Regions from separate parts of the Sus scrofa genome. Here region 1 is linked to region 2. A link is a contact called in public promoter capture Hi-C data. All regions are on one chromosome and are shown on one strand. Each heading gives the region's core, a stretch centred on a gene start, on an enhancer-like site or on the middle of the called end of the contact. The rest is flanking DNA. Distances are from core to core; before and after follow the strand shown. Region 1 holds the start of TIGAR (fructose-2,6-bisphosphatase TIGAR). Region 2 holds the start of C5H12orf4 (chromosome 5 open reading frame, human C12orf4).

Region 1 (4,578 bases), core at 854-3,353, 170 kb after region 2:
AATGTACTTTAATAAAAATTTTAAAAAGAGAGAAGCAGTCTTTCTTAAGACTTATTTTTAAATTAATTCATCCTAGGATTTTTATGTGGAACCGGGTTTAAAAAATCAAGCCCTTTTTGGAGTTCCTTGCGACGCAGCGGGTTAAAGAGCCTGCATTGTCATTGCAGCAGCTCAGGTAGCTGCTGTGGTGCAGGTTCGATCCCTGGCCTGGGAACTTCCACATGCCAAGGGCGCGGCCAAAAAGATAAATAAAAATCAAGCCCTTTTTAAGAAGCAGGGAGGAGACAAAATCCACATTCATATAACTATTGTCTGTTAAGAATCCAAACAGGAATCATCTTGTTTCCCAAGGAATAGTTTAGCCAGATTTTCTATGACTTCTGCGCTTCAATTCTATGTCAGGCACTGCGCCAAAGCATCCAGAAAATGCTCTACCATTAGAGAAATCAAGGTTCTAGTTCCAATTTTGCTACTACATTAGAGGAATCAAGGTTCTAGTTCCATGGTCATAAAGCATTCTATAAAATTGAAAGGGATGGGGGTGGGAGCTTGATTTCTAGTTCAGACATTAAAATCCTAAAGGGACAACTCAAATGATTGCCAAGGTTATCTTTCTGTAAGGAAGAAGAGGACAAAAAAGACAACAGCTTAAGTCGTTCGGACAAGGTCAGGCCATACTGATGTTCCCTGCAAGCTCCACGAAGTCAAAGATGGAATCTTATTACCTGCAACCCAGTCCTCTGACACAAAGTACCCACTCAGAATGCTGCTTCCATTAAACCACACATACCTATTAGAGGATTAAGTGCATTTGTACTAGAGCCCTCCCTTCAGAAATAAAAGTTATTTCATCTCCGATATATTTCTCCTCCTCCATTATGCTATTCACTTTACCTTTCTGCCATTTAATCGTCACGCTAACCCAGGAAAGTGGGCCCTATCACTACCCCCATTTTAAACATCAGAAAACTGAGGTCGTAAAGATTAAGCCGGTTAAAGGAAGCCCAGGTTACAAGGCTCCTAGCTGGAGCCCAGAATCTTAACCCATGTCTATCTTGCATGTGCTCCTGACCACCCTGAATTTCACTTTCTGTTAACACTGGGCAAATAAGCATTGAGAAGGAAAAAGGAAGAGACGTGAAGATATCTCGGCATCTAGCTCCATGTAACGTTATGATAAAAGTATTTGTTCGGGGTGATGCAGGCCGCCGACACCAGGGCATGGCCCTCCCCAGCCCTCTCCCAGCTACGTCAGCTCTGCGGGTTAGAAATGAAACTCAGACGCGAGCCAAGGGGACTGAGGGGACAAGACGGGGCGGGCGCAAAGCAACATCAGCCTGCACCAGCCCCTCTGCAGACCTTAAGGGGACAGGCTGGGGCCAACACAGGGCCAGGGAAGCGCTGGCACAGGGCTGTCTCTTCCGCTTCAGCTGCCACCGGGTGGCGGGTGACCTTGACCACTCACCCCTACAGACTTCTCAGTCCTTATCTAACAGGGTGACATCTGACACCCGGCGTCCCGCTAGACGTCGCTGGGGCTGGAGGGCCCAGAAAGTAACTCAGCGGAAACACCTAGAAAACCGCCAGGTCAAGCCGAGCCTGGGGCGGGGGCGGGGGTGGATAGTAAGCCTGAAGGACAGGGCGGGACAGTGTGGCAGATCCTCGGTCCCCCCGCCCAGCCCGCAACAGTCCGCAGAAGGGAGAGAGCAGCCCCCGCCAGCCATACTCACTGCCGGACCAAGGTCAGAGCGAAGCGCGTCATTCCTCCGAAGCCGGCAAGAAGCGAAGCAACTTCCGCATCTGCACCCCGCAGCCCGCACCCCTTACCCGGCACCAGCGCCGCAGACCGGCACTGCGCCCACCACGCCACCGCTTCCGCACCCCGCCGCCAGTCGGCTCCGTTGCTATAGGCCGAGGAGGCCGTTACGTCACTCCCGGATGGCCAATCAGGACTGTGGGAGGCCGGCAGGTCGCTGAGAGTGTTGCGCTGCGCGGCACCGTCCAGGTCTCCGGCGCGTGCGCTCCCGCGCGCCGGCCCGTGATTGGTGCGAGGCAGGTGCGTGAGGCCCCGCCCCAGGGGCGGGGAGGCGGGTCGTGCTTGGGCAAATCAAGGTAGCGGAGTCTCGGTGCAGATAAGGGAGCTGCTGCTGGGATCTGGGGTGGGTCTGATTTGAGGCTGGAGTGCAGCCAGCAGTCTTGTTTCGTGGGTGTACAGCGCCAGACACGTTCGGTCCTGCGAGATTTTGTGTTAGCCCTCGGCACTGGAGGTGTAGAGTCAGCAAGGTCTACGCGCTGAGACCCACCCGCCTTCGGCCCTCAACTCCTGAAGTGACCCGCTCCGGGAGCGAATCTAGTCTGGCCCTTTTGCGCCCTCGTCTAGACTAGGCCAAGTGCTTTGCCTACCTACCGACACCGATTTTACCAAAGAGTCCTCTCCTTGGTCTCAAGCTCCTCTTCCTGCCTTTAATATCTCACCGAGTTTCTCTGGGTCATTTTTCCAATCCTGAGCCTCAACCTGCCCCCTGACTACAAATCTCCATTGATTCCTGTCGTGTTCACAGTTGAATTCAGCATCTCTACCCCATCGCAACAGTCTGGAGTAACGTCTTCCACGTTGTTTTTTGAAGAGAATCTGGTGAATAATTTTCTCTTTTAACGATGAGAGAGTTACTTCACCTTCCTCATCCTACTTTACACAGAAGATACAATGGGATAAAGTACCTAGCCATGAAAGGGATAGGTAATGTCAGCTTTACCTTGTCTTCCATGCATTTTTGCTGTATTCTTATATTTGACGATGCGTTTGTTTCCTTGAATACCCAATTATGGAAGAGAAAATGAGTTTAGAGAACTTAACTGCTGCCCAGGAATTCAAAAGGGTTTCCTGTGGGTAATCACATTTGGCCCTCAGAACAACTCAAATATACAAGGTATCTTTACTTAGATGAGAAATCAAACCTAGAGAGAAACTAAGCAATGTGTCCAGGTTCACAGCTGGTCAGTAGTGACTAGGACTACTTCAGAGATTCTCAAACCTGCCTGTATTACTGGATTCATCAAGGCTCTTCTGAATGACAGGCTGCAGCCCAGAAAAATTAAATCAGAACCACTGTGGGAGGAGCCCAAGCATAATAATTTTTTCTCTTAATTGCCACACTCGTGGCACATGGAAGTTCTTAGGCCAGGGATTGAATCCAAGTTCCAGCTGCAACTTACACCACAGCTGGGACAACGCTGAATCCTAAAACCCTTTGGGCAGCGCTGAGGATCAAACCTGTGCCTCTGAAGTGACCCAAGCCACTGCAGCTGGGTACTTAACCCACTGTGCTGCAGGGGGATCTCCGGCATCAGAAATTTTGTTTTTTTCTTTTTAGGGCTGCACAGGTGGCAAATGGAAGTCCCCAGGCTAGGGAATAGCTAACATAATAGGAGAGAGGTTTTTTTCAGAGAAATTTAGAAAATTATAAAGTTCCAATGTTAATTTTTTAATTAACTAAGACCTATGTATAAAAACATTGTTTTTGAACTTTAAGAATCAGGAAAAAATTGAGTAATGAGGATCTTTGAAAGAATGGACATTATTCTGCATTATCCATTCAGCAGTTCAGAGATTACCCATCAGCTTATAAAATGAACAAGGAGTTAATGCATTTAAACTTTGTTAAGATAGGAGTTTCCGTTGTGGCTCAATGGTTAAAGAATCCAACTAGGACCCATGAGGTTGCGGGTTCGATCCCTGGCCTTGCTCAGTGGGTTAAGGATCCAGCGTTGCCATGAGCTGTGGTGTAGGTTGCCGACTCAGCTCGGATCCCGTGTTGCTGTGGCTCTGGTGTAGGCCGGCGGCTACAGCTGCGATTGGACCCCTAGCCTGGGAATCTCCATATGCCACGGGAGCGGCCCAAGAAATGGCAAAACCACAAAAAACAAAACAAAACAAAACAAAAAACCAAACCTCTTTTGTTAAGATAGAAGCTAGAAGGAACCACTGATATACTTTTGTGAACAATGTATCAAATCACATATGCCTTTTTTTTTTTTTTTTAATTGTGATGAACAAGGATGTTTTGTTGTGGCCTCTCAGGTGATGGAATTCTCAACTAGCCAGGATAGGCCACTTTATGCTGAAGTAACAAATTAACCCTGAATTTCCGTGGCTTACCACATAAAAGTTTATTTCTCGCTCATGCTACGTGCCTGACATGGACCAGAAAGGGGCTTTACTCCATAGAGTCCCTCAGGAACTGGAGTTAACAGTTAACAATGACTTGAGCACGCAGGTTCATGGTAACTAGGGCAGGAAATGAGAAATTGAGGCTCCTGAACTGGTCCTTGGATACTTCCATTTACTGTCCAGAGCAGCTCATGTGACCTCCTAAATGCAGAGGCGATGGGAAATGTGGGGAACATGTGACTGTTGAGTGCGTGGGCAACATTCTACATACAGTGCCTGTTGAACTGTCCCAGGATTCTGCCCTTGGTCCTCTTCTCCCCTCCCCCGTGCAGTCTCAGGTGATCTTATCCTGTGTGTAGATTTTGTGTCTCCAGCCTGCACCTAGCCCCGGATCGCCACTCTTTTTT
Region 2 (4,786 bases), core at 1,090-3,589:
GCCGGCGGCTACAGCTCCGATTCGACCCCTAGCCTGGGAATCTCTATATGCCGCAGGAGCAGCCCAAGAAATGGCAAAAAGACACACACACACAATAAAGTCTACAAATAATAAATGCTGAAGAGGGTCTGGAGAAAAGGGAACCTTCCTACACTCTTGGTGGGAATGCAAATTGTAAGTTGGTGCAGCCATTATGGAAAATAGCATGGAGGTTCCTCACAAAACTAAATACAGAACTACTGTATGATCCTACAACCCTAGTCCTGGGCCTATCTTTGGAAAAAAACTAATTCTAAAAGATACATGCATCCCAATATTCATAACAGCACTATTTACAATAGCCAAGACATGGAAGCAACCTAAATGTCCATCAACAAATGATTGAAGGAGTTCCCGTAGTGGCACAGTGGTTAACAAATACGACTAGGAACCATGAGGTTGCGGGTTCGGTCCCTGCCCTTGCTCAGTGGGTTAATGATCTGGCGTTGCCGTGAGCTGTGGTGCAGGTTGCAGACGCGGCTCGGATCCTGCGTTGCTGTGGCTCTGGCGTAGGCTGGTGGCTACAGCTCCGATTGGACCCCTAGCCTGGGAACCTCCATATGCCACGGGAGCGGCCCAAGAAATAGCAACAACAACAACAACAACAAAAAAGACAAAAAGACAAAAAAACAAAAAACAAAAAAAAAACAAATGATTGAAGAAGATGTGGTATATACACACAATGGAATAGTACTCAGCCATAAAAAATATGAAATGTTATTTTCAGCAACATGGATGGACCTGGAGATTGTCATATTGAATGAAGCAGATCAGAAAGAGAAAGACATATTTGTCCTATCACTTATATGTGAAATCTAAAATATGACACAAATGAATGTATTTACAAGACAGAAGCAGACTCAGACATAGAAAACAAGTTTATTGTTACCAAAGGGGAAAGGAGGTGGGGAAGAGATAAATAAGGAGTTAGGGATTAACAGATGCAAACTATTATATATAGAATGGATAAACAACAAGGTCCTACTGCACAGGGAACTATATTCAACATTCCATAATAAACTATAGTAAAGAACATAAAAACAAATATATGAGATACATATCATATACATATATATAACTGAATCATTTTGCTGTACATCAGAAACAAAACATTATAAATTAGCCACATTTCAACAGAATTTTAACTAATTGAAGTAGGGCTTTCTTCCTTCTCACTCTGTCTCACGTTGTGATGTTTATTTTCAGTCCCCTAAACTCATCCCTTGACTAGAATGCAACCTCCAGCACCTAGCACAGTACAGAAGTAAATACATCCAAAACTACTAAATGAATAGCCGACCCTAAGTCGCCATGGCACTCGACTGTGGTTAAGGAGAGGAACAGTTTCAAAGAGTACATTTAATGGAAAACGCAGAGGAGCCGGCGCCAACTGACTTACTAGCTCTGTGACTCAGGTAACCTGGCTTTTATGCCTAGCGTAAAAATGATAAAATGGGGAGACCTAAACTTTCTATATCAAAGAAGTATAGAGATGAATAAATGAAGTAACACATAAGCAGGAGCTCGGTGAAACGCAGAGCAATGTAAGCAGGTCTTATTTGAACGAGATGGATAAAAGAAAGGGCAGTAACTGCCGAGGGAGGCAAGAGACGGAAACAGCCAGGATGATAGGGCCCTTCAGAGGAGTGGGAGGCTCTCACTGGGGGCTGGCGCGTCTCCCAGTGACTGTCCACCCCGCCCCGCCATCGCTATCCTGGTCCTCTGGCCTACTCCTCCATCCTGTGCAGCAGACGCGGCCTGCAGCGACCTCCCGCCCTTCCACCCCATCCCGCCCGGATACCACGAACTACTCACCTCGCAGGCCGCACCATGGTCTCCTCCAAGGTAGGAAATATGCACTTCTTAGACTCCTGCTGGCATCTGCCGCTGCAGTTCCAATTCCCGCCTAAAACCAAATCCACAGCGCTCCGCCCGGCCGTCAGCCCTCCAATCCTCACCGGCCATCCCGGTTGCCGCGCATGCGCTCTGAAAAGCGCGCGTTAGTTCACGCCCTCCCGAGGCACCGCCTTTCCGCATCCGGTTCACCAGAGTCGAGTTCTTGTTTCGCCACTGCACTTTCGTCACAACAGTGGCTTCAGCGTCGTCCCTCAAGTGTAAAATAACAGTAGAAATACACCTTCCTACACTTTTTAAATTATTACATTAAGGGCAGTATGGAACGACAGGACATATAGAGCCATAAATTTTCCATGGGATGCCAGGAAAGAGGAAAAGATTAAACGAATCTGCTGAAACGGATCTTCCAGCTGTGAAAAATCAGGCTGTAGTCAGCTGACCAATTCTGCGCCAAGGCTCATTGACAGCGAGAAGTGAGAGGACCGCTGGGGCCTGTAGGACTGGGAGAGGTGAGCCCGCGGCGGGAGCGAGGAAGGCACTTAAAACCGAAACCCTTTAACAGGGGGGCTGTTCCCCTCCCTCGGCTGGGGCTTCTCGCCGAGACAGTCTGCCCTCCCTTTCCTGGCTTATTTAAACCTCAGAACCTCCACTCAATTGGCGGAGTGAGTTTGGTCCGGCCCTTCTCACATTTGATTTCAGCTCTGTTAATAATAACAAATCGGGGAGAGGGAACTAAAGTATTAATTTGTTGAAACATAGTAAGCCTAAAGGTTGCACCAGTTGAAACCATAATTAATGGTTTTTGTTTACTGAAAATATTGACCCTAAACAAGATTAGACTATAAACCCGTTATTTCCGTAGTCTTCAATTCCGTGCAAGATGTTCCTTTGCCTGCATCATGTGTATTCAGTTAGCAGCTCGGGTTTTTTCTCTGATATATTCTTACAGCTTCTTTCTATTATTATTTATTACTTTTACTAGCTTCTAGTTATTTGTCATCTTATGTTTGTCAGATGCTTCGTATTTATTATTTGGTTAAGCCTAATGACGGTCCTACAAGTTAAAAGGCTTTCTGGGGCCTATCCATGCTGAGACGTGGCATGGGAAAAAGAGCAGTAAGAGTGCCCTAGGCATAGGAAAAGCGTTCTGAAAGGTAGGGAGTGGCAAGAGAGGTTCGGTATTGAAAAATTTTCAGTATAGGTTGAAAAGTAAAGTCTGAATTTGTGTTGCGAAGAGGAGGTGCAGGTGCTGAAAGAAGAGTCTGGAGTATAAGCAGAGGCAGAGTAAACTACGTTAAGGAGTTTGAATTGTATCCTAACAGCAATGGAGAGTCATAGACGGATTTAAAGCAGATGAGCAACATGTTCTGGTAGGCATTTTTAAAAGATTACTATATAAATTGTCTTTTTGTTTTCTTTTTGGTTTCCTTTGCTGTGCAAAAGCTTGTCAGTTTGATTAGGTCCCATTGGTTTATTTTATTTATTTATTTTGTCTTTTTGCCATTTCTTGGGCCGCTCCTGCAACATATGAAGGTTCCCAGGCTAGGGGCCTACGCCAGAGCCACAGCAGCACAGGATCCGAAACGCGTTTGCGACCTACACCACAGCTCACGGCAACGCCAGATTGTTAACCCACTGAGCAAGGGCAGGGATCGAACCTGCAACCTCATGGTTCCCAGTCAGATTCGTTAACCACTGCGCCACCACGGGAACTCCCCCATTGGTTTATTTTTGCTTTTATTTCTGTTGCTTTGGGAAACTAACCTGAGAAAATATTCATAAGGTTGATGTCAGAGAATGTTTTGCCTATGTTATCTTCCAGGAGTTTGATGGTGTCTTGTCTTATATTTAAGTCTTTCAGCCATTTTGAGTTTATTTTTGTGCAAGCCGTGAGGGTGTGTTCTAGTTTCATTGCTTTACATGCAGCTGTCCAGGTTTCCCAGCAATGCTTGCTGAATAGACTGTCTTTTTCCCATTTAATGTTCTTGCCTCCTTTGTCAAAGATTAACTGACCATAGGTGTCTGGGTTTCTTTCTGGGTTCTCTATTCTGTTCCACTGGTTTGTATGTCTGTTTTGATACCAGTACCACACTGCCTTGATGACTGTGGCTTTGTAATGTTGCCTGAAGTTTGGGAGATTTATGCTTCCTGCTTGGTTTTTGTTCCTCAGAATTGCTTTGGTGATTCTGGGTCTTTTGTGGTTCCATATAAATTTTGGGATTGTTTGTTCTAGTTCTGTGAAGTAAGTCAGAAAGAGAAAGACAAGTACTGTATGATATCACTTATATATGTAATCTAATATACGGCACAAATGAACCTTTCCACAGAAAAGAAAATCATGGACTTGGAGAATAGACTTGTGGTTGCCAGGAGGTTGGGGGGAGGGAGCGGGGTGGATTGGGAGTTTAGGGTTAATAGATGCAAGCTATTACCTTTGGAATGGATTAGCAATGAGATCCCGCTCTGTAGCGCTGGGAACTATGTCTAGTCACTTATCATGGAGCATGATAATGTGAGAAAATAGAATGTGTACATGTGTGTGTAACTGGGTCACCATGCTGTACAGTAGGAAAAAATTGTATTGGGGAAATAATTAAAAAATAAAATTATATTATGAACACACACAGATTTCTATGACTACAGTGTAGAGAATAGCGTTAGAACTGATTTGATGCGGGAAATGATTAGAGACAAGAGTCCAGTTAGGAAATTAATATATAAATCTTCAATTGATGTATTCTCTTTGACCAAATTTCCTTCTTTCCAAATAGTTTTCCAGTTTGCCTTGTGGGCTGCCCTGTTTCTGTGTATCTTCTTCCCATAGGGAAATCTTTCCAGCACCATCTCCCTTCCCTCCACTCTCAATAAGATCTCCTACCCACAGCATCTA

Evidence for each region. Promoter capture Hi-C pulls out the DNA fragments that hold promoters and counts their contacts.
Region 1: a contact with region 2 is called in a promoter capture Hi-C map of liver, with 2.5 times the contacts expected there. The contact joins the promoter of TIGAR here to the promoter of C5H12orf4 in region 2. A contact is called at or near these places in 1 of 5 promoter capture datasets (liver) and 1 of 47 Hi-C or Micro-C datasets (liver).

What each region holds. Positions count from the first base shown.
Region 1 is chr5:66,065,468-66,070,045 of Sscrofa11.1, forward strand. It overlaps TIGAR (fructose-2,6-bisphosphatase TIGAR), which reads right to left and starts at 2,104. Exons shown (of 6, transcript XM_005655710.3): 1 at 1,731-2,104. The coding sequence starts at 1,762.
Region 2 is chr5:65,895,186-65,899,971 of Sscrofa11.1, forward strand. C5H12orf4 (chromosome 5 open reading frame, human C12orf4) reads left to right here and starts at 2,340. Exons shown (of 14, transcript NM_001243413.1): 1 at 2,340-2,405. RAD51AP1 (RAD51-associated protein 1) reads right to left here and starts at 2,025. Exons shown (of 9, transcript XM_001926380.4): 1 at 1,855-2,025. The coding sequence starts at 1,871.